Regions from separate parts of the Sus scrofa genome. Here all the other regions are linked to region 1. The links are chromatin contacts, called in public Hi-C and HiChIP or PLAC-seq maps. All regions are on one chromosome and are shown on one strand. The core of a region is the stretch at or near the end of the contact, and the rest is flanking DNA. Distances in the headings are between cores, read along the strand shown.

Region 1 (2,839 bases), core at 194-2,693:
TATACCCTTTTACCTGTCCTTTTTTTATTTTTTTAAGGGCCACACCTGCAGCATGCAGAAGTTCCCAAGCTAGGGGTCGAATCAGAGCTGTAGCCTCTTGCCACAGTCACAGCAACGCCAACTACGTCTGTGACCTACACAGTCACAGCAAAGCCAACTACGTCTGTGACCTACACCACAGATACTTAACCCACCGAGTGAGGCCAGGGATCCAACCTGCATCCTCATGGACAGTAGTTGGGTTGTTACCTTGGAGCCACTGTGGGAACCTCTACCTGTCCTTAAAGCTTTACCTTCTGGTCTCTCCACTGCCAACAACAAACAAAACAAGCAGGTTATTCTTTACTCCCTTGATTTTATTAACTAGATTTTGTTCAGATCCCCCTGGCATTTATCACATTCTCGCTCATACTGTTTATCAGAACGTCTTTATTCCCCATACCAGATTCTAAGGTAACTGAAGGCAAAAACTGTTTTAGTCTGCCTCAAGATGAGGCAATATGGCTTAATGGTTTAGGACCAGGGCTTAGTAGTTTCGTCATCATCGGCATAAACTTCAGTGCCCTCCTCTATAAAATGGAAACGTTAACAGCAACTTCATTAATTTGTACAGGCATCACAAGAGAATTCGTGAAAACTGCTTGGCTCTTAATGACTTGCTAATTTTTAACTATGGTTTTCACTCCCTCCATGCCCCAAACAAAAGCCTTACATGCTGTAGGCTATTCGTTGGTGGCCCTTATCCTAATAAATACATTCATGCCCAGTAATGTGTTAGCACTCTCTGTATCTGGAGGACTAACATGATTACCCATGACCTAGCGCTCGCAACTTGGCAAGGCTTGGATTACCAACATAGGGTGATTCCCCCTGCCTCATCATCTAGATCAGCGCCCTCCAATATAACTTTCTGTGATGCTGGCAATGTGCTGTACAAAATCTGCACTGTCCCCAAAGTAGCCATTAGCTACATGTGGTTACTGAGGACTTGAAAAGTGGACAGTTTGAATGTGAAACCCAATTTTTGCATGTTTAAAAATTAGTTTCAATTGTCCCCTAATGATTAGTGGCTATCCTACTGGACAGGGTACCTCTGGAATTTGCCTGGGCTAATTAACACTGTTAAATTCACCCATGTCCTCTTTTTCAACTGCGAAGTTTTTCCTAGTCTAAGAAGTAACCTTCACTGATTCAGCACATCAGAACTTCAACTGATCTTAACCTTTTCTTCAGCTAATACACATGTGCTCCTTGTAATACTTCAAGAAGTGGCGTGAGAAAGAGAATCCATGTGAAACCCAGCACTAAGGTTTGCTGCACAGGACAAAGTGAGTCATACATCAAATGACATGAAATCAGCAGACAAAAATACTGATTGCATCGCTGCCTCGTGAAGCACCGGGAGGGCTGGCAGGGAACGCAAACCAGCCGCCGTGCCAGGCGTGGCAACCACGTGAGCTGTGAGCTGGGCGGTCCGGGCCAGCCTCCTTCGGGCGGAGACAAGGCCAGGCTACCCGCCTGCCCTCCCACGCCGGCCGCTTCCGCTCTTGCTCGCGTGCAAGTCAGCATGGCCTGCTACGCTCCCGAACCCTAAAGGCGTCCTGGCTTACAAGCCGAAAGAGTCATTTCCCCCAGGCAACCCCCACCCCCACCCCCAGGAAAATCACGCCGCCTGCCTTGTCAGCTAGAAGCCGGCGCAGCCCGGCTTCCCCAGGCCCCGCCTCGGAACCGCCCCCGCCCGCCGCCGCTCAGGGCTCTAGGTCCCTGTACAAAATGGCGGCCAGGCCTGCGGAACCAACCATAGAGACTCCCGCCTTCCAAAGACAGAGCGCCGGCTCGTAAGGGCGTTTGCCCCTCCCGGAGAGGCGTGTCGGCGCCCTCTTGCCGAGGGGGCGGGAACACCGTGCGCCTCCGAGTGCCTTTCTAGACCAATGAGCCGTCTCGGTGGTGCCGGGTCCTCCGAGCTGGGTCACGTGGCCGGCGAAACCCGCGGCGGAGGCTGGGGGAGGAGAAATGGGCAGGAGGCCCGGGGATAGCTTGAGATCCCACGACGACGGGGTTGTCATGGAGTTGCTGGGCCGGGCTTGCGCATGCGCCACCTTAGTCCTGAGTTGTCTGGTCGTGGAGCGGCGACCCCGGTCCTAGGTGAGAAAGGGGAGGCTTGAGGGGAAAGGGAAAGGATTTGAGCGAGGAACACGGGGAAAGGAGGTGGGAGGAGGGGAGAGAAGGGAGGCGAGGTAAGCAAGAGGGAGAGTGGGCACTTTCGGGGGACCGAGGGCCAAACGGTGGGACCTGGGGGTGGTGCGTCCCTCCCTCATTCAGTTGGTTGGTTTTGCTGCGAGGGTCGAGCCTGCGTAGGAGAGGAAATCGCGGGTGAGGAGGGGGTTGTGGGGGTGGGGCGGAAATGGGATGAGACCGTTTGGGCCGGTGGGTTCAGGTCTGGCCCTGGGGGCAGCAGCCTGCTGGGCTTCCGGGCGTTGGGGGACAGTCTGGAGGCCAGCCGAGCTGTGAGCAGAGGGGCAGGGAACGGGCAGGTGAGTGGACGCCAAGGCTGGCAACCCTCTGAGGGTCTTGGGCGTCCAATTTGGTGATGGGAGATAGTGCTCCGTTCTGAGCCCGGGGCACAGGTGTGCTGTCTTTCCCAGAGACCTGCTGTCACCCACTTTGCTGGTTATTTCTTCAGGGTGACCACCTTTCCAGGCGTGGTGCCAGGAGGTGGGGAAGTGGAGAGAAGGTGGGCAGAGCCAAGTAAGGAGTTAGTGGTTAGTGTGGGTGGGCTGGGGAGAGCTCTGATCCAGGCCCAGGGCCCAGGCCGCAGCCAGGCTCTCTATTATTGCCC
Region 2 (2,839 bases), core at 111-2,610, 330 kb after region 1:
AATATCTGTAAGTGTCTACGAATAAGCACAGAATATGTCTAACAAATCCAATAATCCACCAGAGGACTTCTGGAATCTTTTTTAACCATGCAATGGCAATGAACACGTGACACTAGTTTGTACTTCCAGCATCAAATCAGAACCAAGATCTACTCAGTAAATAAAAAGACAATCATTTAATCGTTCTAGAATTTATAAAACCACCAGGTGCAATTTTAAGAGTGACTATGAAAGGTGCTTCCGCACGACTTAAAATACTTCAGGGCTTGTCCTTGTCACTTGTTTACTGAGAACCCACAATACTGGATAGTAGATCCGAGGGGAGAACAGGAACACGATAAGGAAAAGAAAACGGACACCCCCAAAATATCTACAACCAACACGCTCCCTGCCTCAGAACACCCCAGAAGCCAGCTACTGAGAAGTCATATTCGGATTCATTTAACATCTTCCGAGCCAGGCCTACAAAGGTGCGGCTATGAACTGAGACGAGGAAATGTGGCTTAAACTAGGAAGACTCCACGGGCCACGTCCAGGAAACACGGATCTACAGAAGCGGCCAGAGCCCAGGAGAACCCTGGTGGGGCAGAAGTTCGTTCAAAATCACCTGTTCGGGCTCATTCGCAGCCCCAACACCGAGTGTACACTGGCTCCCAACCCAGGGGTCAGGGGGACTGAAACAAGAGTCAGGCCTGGGAGGTCTGGGGACGCCTCAAAGAATAGGGGGGAAGATATGGATGCGGAGAGGCTGAACTCAGCCAGATACGTGGCCCAAGGGGTTTGGGACACCCTCACCTCTTCCACACCGAGCCCTCCCTCTCAGGTCAGCGCCAGACTCTTCCGCCGCTGGACCAGCCTTTCTACACAATCTTTGCGACATAGAAAAGGGGCGGAAGGGGATAGTCTCGGAGAGAGGCGGGAGGAGGTGTCGCAGAGGGGGAGGAACCATGAGTCAAAAAGGAAGCCACATCGCATTATGGAAGTTGTAGTTCTCGCCGCCTCGATCATCCGACGCTGCCTGGACAGACTCCGGGCCTCATGACTACAACTCCCAGAACACCCAGCGCACCGTGCTTAGGAGGTTTCCTCTACAGGTTGCACGACCTTCCGCGGTTATTTTGCAGGGTCACTGAAGACTACAACTCCCATGAGGCTCAACAGGGCAGATTAAGGGTTCAGGGAAACAGTGAGACTTGTCTTTTGGGTCTCTGCGGGTGGGGAATGGTCGTGTTGAGGGTTGCATTTCGGGCCTTTTACGGGATAACCCGAAGGAGTTAGCAGGAGCCCTAGAGCAGTGGGAAGCTAAGGTCCGACGAGGGGGAACGGAAGTACCCGGTAGGACGGAGGAGGAGCCGGAAGTTGAGGCGGGGAGGGGCGGGGGGTGGAGGGAAAAGCAAGCTAGGAGGATCTGCGGCCGCTTCTAGTAGTTTCCAGGCGCTGCCGGGCGGCTGGGACCGGGCGGTCCTGAGGCTGTGGCTGTGGCTGCTTAGGCGCTGGTGGCGGCGCGATAGGCGAGCCGATGGCTAAGTGGGGTGAGGGCGACCCACGCTGGATCGTGGAGGAGCGGGCGGACGCCACCAACGTCAACAACTGGCATTGGTGAGGGCCAGCGGGCCAGGCCGCGGGAACGCTACGGCAGGGCCGGGGTTACAGGGTCCCCGGAACCTCTGCCGGGACAAAGCTGGGGCCGAGGCATCCCTACCTGCCCGGAGATGGGCGTGGGTGTTTCTTGTTGTGGGGGTCCGTAGTTCCAGGTTCCTCTACTCTCCGGTCTCCGTTTCAGTTTGGCGGAGGGGGGCGCAGGGGGTACGACGTGGAGGGCTGCGCCCCAGAGGAGGGGTTTCAGATATAAGAGAACATAACCCCTAGCAGCTGTATTCAGCCTGGGCAGAGAGGTGCTTCCCACACGTGGCCGGAGAAGTCACTGAGACCCAAACCGTCGCGGACTGTATTCGGAGATTGCAGGGTTAGGCTGCGGAGGGTTAGGATTTCTATTTTTCCACTGACGGGTGGAATTTAAAAGTAAGTCATAGCGAACCGCTGCCTCACTCCAGAAGGCTAAGGTTTGGAACGTGTTCAGCAGGTGCTTAGAGTTCAGTGATGCTCAAGGCGCCACGGCCTCTCACCCGGAACTGTTAAGTGATTGTATTGTAATTACAGGGACTGCCCCTTGTTGCCGGGCAATCGTGGTTTTATAACCTGACCACTTGAAAGCCTACCATTCTTCATGAAATCTTCTGGAAGTAATGTTTTCTTTTAAGTCCACTGAACTCTGTTCATACTGTCTTTATTTTTACTTTGTTGTAGTTCTTTTTACTGTTTTCTCTACTTAGTAAGTTGGGAGGTAGGTAGTTTTTCTTCTCTGTATCTCAGCCCGCCACTTCTCCTCTTAACATAATGTGCTTGACTTAATTTTTTTTTGTTTCTTTGAAAGTCCTTGGCTTAACATTGATTTTCTAGCTATTTAGAGGGCGCAGAATGTGTAGAGCATTTTGTGGCACGCTTGAATTTAACAGGTCAAATACTGCTTATGAGGTTAAAATTATTGGTTTATTTCTCACTGGACCTTTTAGCTCAATAGTGCATTCTCTAGACAGTAGTGTGCTCCTGACCTCAGCAAGCTGTGCACAGTTTTCCACTTGGTCAGACGGGGGCGCCATGTAAAATTACCAAATTCCCACCCTAGCACTATCATTGCTGAGAAAGGAAAGCAGATTTTTCTTTTCTTTTCTTTTTTTTTTCTTTTTTTTTTTTTTTTGGTCTTTTTGCCATTTCTTGGGCCGCTCCTGTGGCATACGGAGGGTCCCAGGCTAGGGGTCTAATCAGAGCTGTAGCCGCT
Region 3 (2,839 bases), core at 112-2,611, 270 kb before region 1:
AAGGCCTAAAAGGACCAAAAAAATCAGCATAACCCAGCTGAATCCAGACCTGCAGACACCTTCGTATGGAACAGGCCCATGTAACAGACTGAGTTCCCTAGAACAAAGAGAGCCTCAAGGCCCCAGACTACATGGCTCAACAAAATGACCCCTGTCTATAAAAAAAAACCAAGCACTGCCCTGCAGGGGAGCCTGCATCTTCCTTGCTCAGAGCTCTTGACCACTCTGGTGGTCAATAAACTGTGCCTGCAATCTCACTGCTCCAGCCTCTGCCTCCTCCTTCCTGCCCCTTCCTTCTAACAAGTTCAACTAATCATCAGCTGTGTTAACTTGAAAAAGTGACTCACTGAGACTGGGCTTCTCCATCTGCATAATGAGTATGTTGTAGTTGCTGGTTCCTGGTGGCATTTACAGGCTTGGAGTCTTCCTGCCTCAGTCAGCATAAAAGGATCCCCCCTTAACTAGCTTTCTTGAAATCCACTGACCCTTTGCATTATGATCAGACCTGGTTTCTGATATGGGAGGCAGCAAGAGGGTGCTACTGAAGCTAGAGAACCTAAGATTCAGATACCAGGAACAACTTTAAGGAACAGATGGGGCATCACTGAGGACCTCGGGATTCCCCCGAGGCCTTCTCTGTCCCAGCCCAAGGGAAGTGGGACATGTGGCAATCACAGACCTAAAGAATCTGAATCTGCCTGCCTGGGCCCAGGAATCTGCATTTACTCTCAACACTGTTTTTCATACTAACTGCTGGTGGGGGAGAGGAGAGGAGTCGGAAAGCACGCATCCACCGCTGTCTCATTTTAGTACATCTTAGGAAAGTTCTTCGCTTTTGCCCCCAATTCACGCCTACCGCTCTGTGGGAGGGGGAGGGTGCCGTGGGCCTCCGCAGTCCTGGGCACGCACAACGAGCCGACCTTTAGCCTTTTTCTGGGCCGGCTGACCCTGCACCGTGGCTCGTGGTGCTGGGACTCGAGGGCAGCCTCCTTCCTGCGGTGGGCGCGAGGGCGCCCAGAGCCGGGTCCAGGGAGGCCCACTAAGGGCGAAGCCAGCGCAACCTGCTCTCACTGGCGGAGGTGGGGGGGGGGGCTGCTAGGGTGATTTTAACCCTTTCGCTTGCAGAGGTAGTGACCCTGACCCCTAAGTATCTTTCTTTAGGAACGCGCGCGCCAAGAGGACTGTGCTCACCCAGGGTGAAGGCCTCGGCTGAGGGGGAAACCGAGGCCCACAGAGGGGAGCGATCTATTCGTTATCCCACAGAAAAACAAACGCTGAATCCGGTCTGGAACCCTGGGTTTCCAAACCATCCTCTGGTTTCTACACCCCGAGAAGTCCAGCGAGGCAGGCAGTTCCCGTAGGAAAGTCCCGACCGCCGGCCTTCTGAGCCCGGCCGGAATCTCCGTGGACTTTGCGCTCGGTTGGGCACTTTGTAAACTTCCCCGGCAGCTCTGCACCGGCGTCGCAAGGCCTTTTGCGAGAGGTGAGAGGGGGAGCACAAGCCCACCCGCGTCCTAGAGACGACTTGAGGCAGAGGAATGGCTGCGGGAGGCGAAGAGCTGGGCGGGAACGCACTGGCCCTTTAAGGGGGGGACGGAGCGCATGCGCGGCGCGGGCTGGAGTCGCGCCGGGTGGGCGGCGGGCGGGCAGGGGACCCAGCCGGCGGCTGCTGGGCCCCCAGGCGGCAGGGGCAGCGGTGGCCGGAGCTTCACCGAGCCGCTGAGCCGCGATCTACGCGTGGATTCAGTTTTTTATGGGCTGCTTTCCGGGGACTAGCGCACCCTGCCCTTGCTGAGGCTTTGTCCCTTGCCTCCAGCTGCAGCCGTGCGTGCGCGAGCCTCTGGGCTTGCTCTCCCGGCCCCGAGGTCCTGTTTCCAGCCCTTGGCCGGGGGCGGGGTGGGGGGTGGCGGTAAGCGAGAGCCCGAGCGAACAGCTGCGCGAGCATCCTTTGCCTGCCTCCGCTGCGCCACCGCCCATGCTGCAGCCAGTCCGGGGCGGCGACCCTGTGGCCGCAGCCCGCCATTCGGTGACCTCAGCCTGGCCCCTACGCGCCGCCCGAGCCTCCCCCGCTGAGCCTCGGGCCCCAGAGCGGGACCTGCGCCCCGCGATGGCTCGGCTGGCGCAGCGCGGCGCCGGATGCCCGCCATCCGCCCGCTGAGACGCGCTGGGTTGGGGACCGGCGGGGCCTTAGCCCTCCCAGCTTCGCCTCCCCGCCGCGCCCTTCCCCATTCTGGGGGCTCCTCTCCTGTTTCCCGGGGCCGAGGGGACAGGGGGCTGAGACAAAGCCCACTTTGTGCGGGGAGTTGGCTGCGGGCGTGGAATGTGCGCGTCGGCGCGCGCCCCGCCAGCTGCGAGTCTACGCTCCCCGACTCATCCCTTTGGAGAAATCGCGCTCCCTCGCCGCCCTTCGGCCCGGGGGTCCGGGCTCCGAGCTGACGCGGCCTGGAGTCGCCTCGGTCCCCGACCCTGGAGCGCACAGGTGTGAGCGTACGATATTTTGTAGAGGAATTTGTTTCTGTCCAAAACTGGGAGCTGGGACGCCCAGTCGGCGTGGGCATTCGTGCCTTGACCCTTTCTTGGCCGCTGGTCTGAGCCGCCTGGCCTCAGTTTCCCTCCGACTTTTCTCCTCTGCCAGCCGAGACTGCTGTCCGTTATTGTTCTCGCTGTCAAATGGGAGAGCGTGGTGAAAGCTGCCAAGTTGGGGTGTATTCTTTATATCCCGTTTTTCAAAAAGAATAAGGCCTGTAAGTCTGACCCGGGACTACCAACCCCTTCTGCCCCGCACTTCACTGATTTTTTTTATCCCCCCATCAAATAGTATTTTATTGTACAGGAGCCA

Evidence for each region. A called contact is a pair of places that touch in the nucleus more often than the background predicts. HiChIP or PLAC-seq counts read pairs in DNA pulled down with a chosen protein or histone mark.
Region 2: a Hi-C map of subcutaneous adipose tissue shows a contact between it and region 1, with 2.0 times the contacts expected there. The contact joins the promoter of AHSA1 here to the promoter of CIPC in region 1. A contact is called at or near these places in 3 of 47 Hi-C or Micro-C datasets (liver, skeletal muscle and subcutaneous adipose tissue) and 1 of 2 datasets of contacts at active chromatin or transcription factors (alveolar macrophages).
Region 3: a contact with region 1 is called in an H3K27ac HiChIP or PLAC-seq map of alveolar macrophages. The contact joins the promoter of VASH1 here to the promoter of CIPC in region 1. A contact is called at or near these places in 1 of 47 Hi-C or Micro-C datasets (embryonic fibroblasts) and 2 of 2 datasets of contacts at active chromatin or transcription factors (alveolar macrophages and skeletal muscle).

The regions. Positions count from the first base shown.
Region 1 is chr7:100,178,946-100,181,784 of Sscrofa11.1, forward strand. CIPC (CLOCK-interacting pacemaker) reads left to right here and starts at 1,444. Exons shown (of 4, transcript XM_013978333.2): 1 at 1,444-2,145.
Region 2 is chr7:100,509,236-100,512,074 of Sscrofa11.1, forward strand. AHSA1 (activator of 90 kDa heat shock protein ATPase homolog 1) reads left to right here and starts at 1,361. Exons shown (of 9, transcript XM_001928890.6): 1 at 1,361-1,599. The coding sequence starts at 1,520. VIPAS39 (spermatogenesis-defective protein 39 homolog) reads right to left here and starts at 929. Exons shown (of 20, transcript XM_003356755.4): 1 at 796-929.
Region 3 is chr7:99,909,283-99,912,121 of Sscrofa11.1, forward strand. It overlaps VASH1 (vasohibin-1), which reads left to right and starts at 1,362. Exons shown (of 8, transcript XM_003128659.5): 1 at 1,362-1,483. LOC106504512 (a long non-coding RNA gene) reads right to left here and starts at 1,175. Exons shown (of 4, transcript XR_001298050.2): 1 at 348-1,175.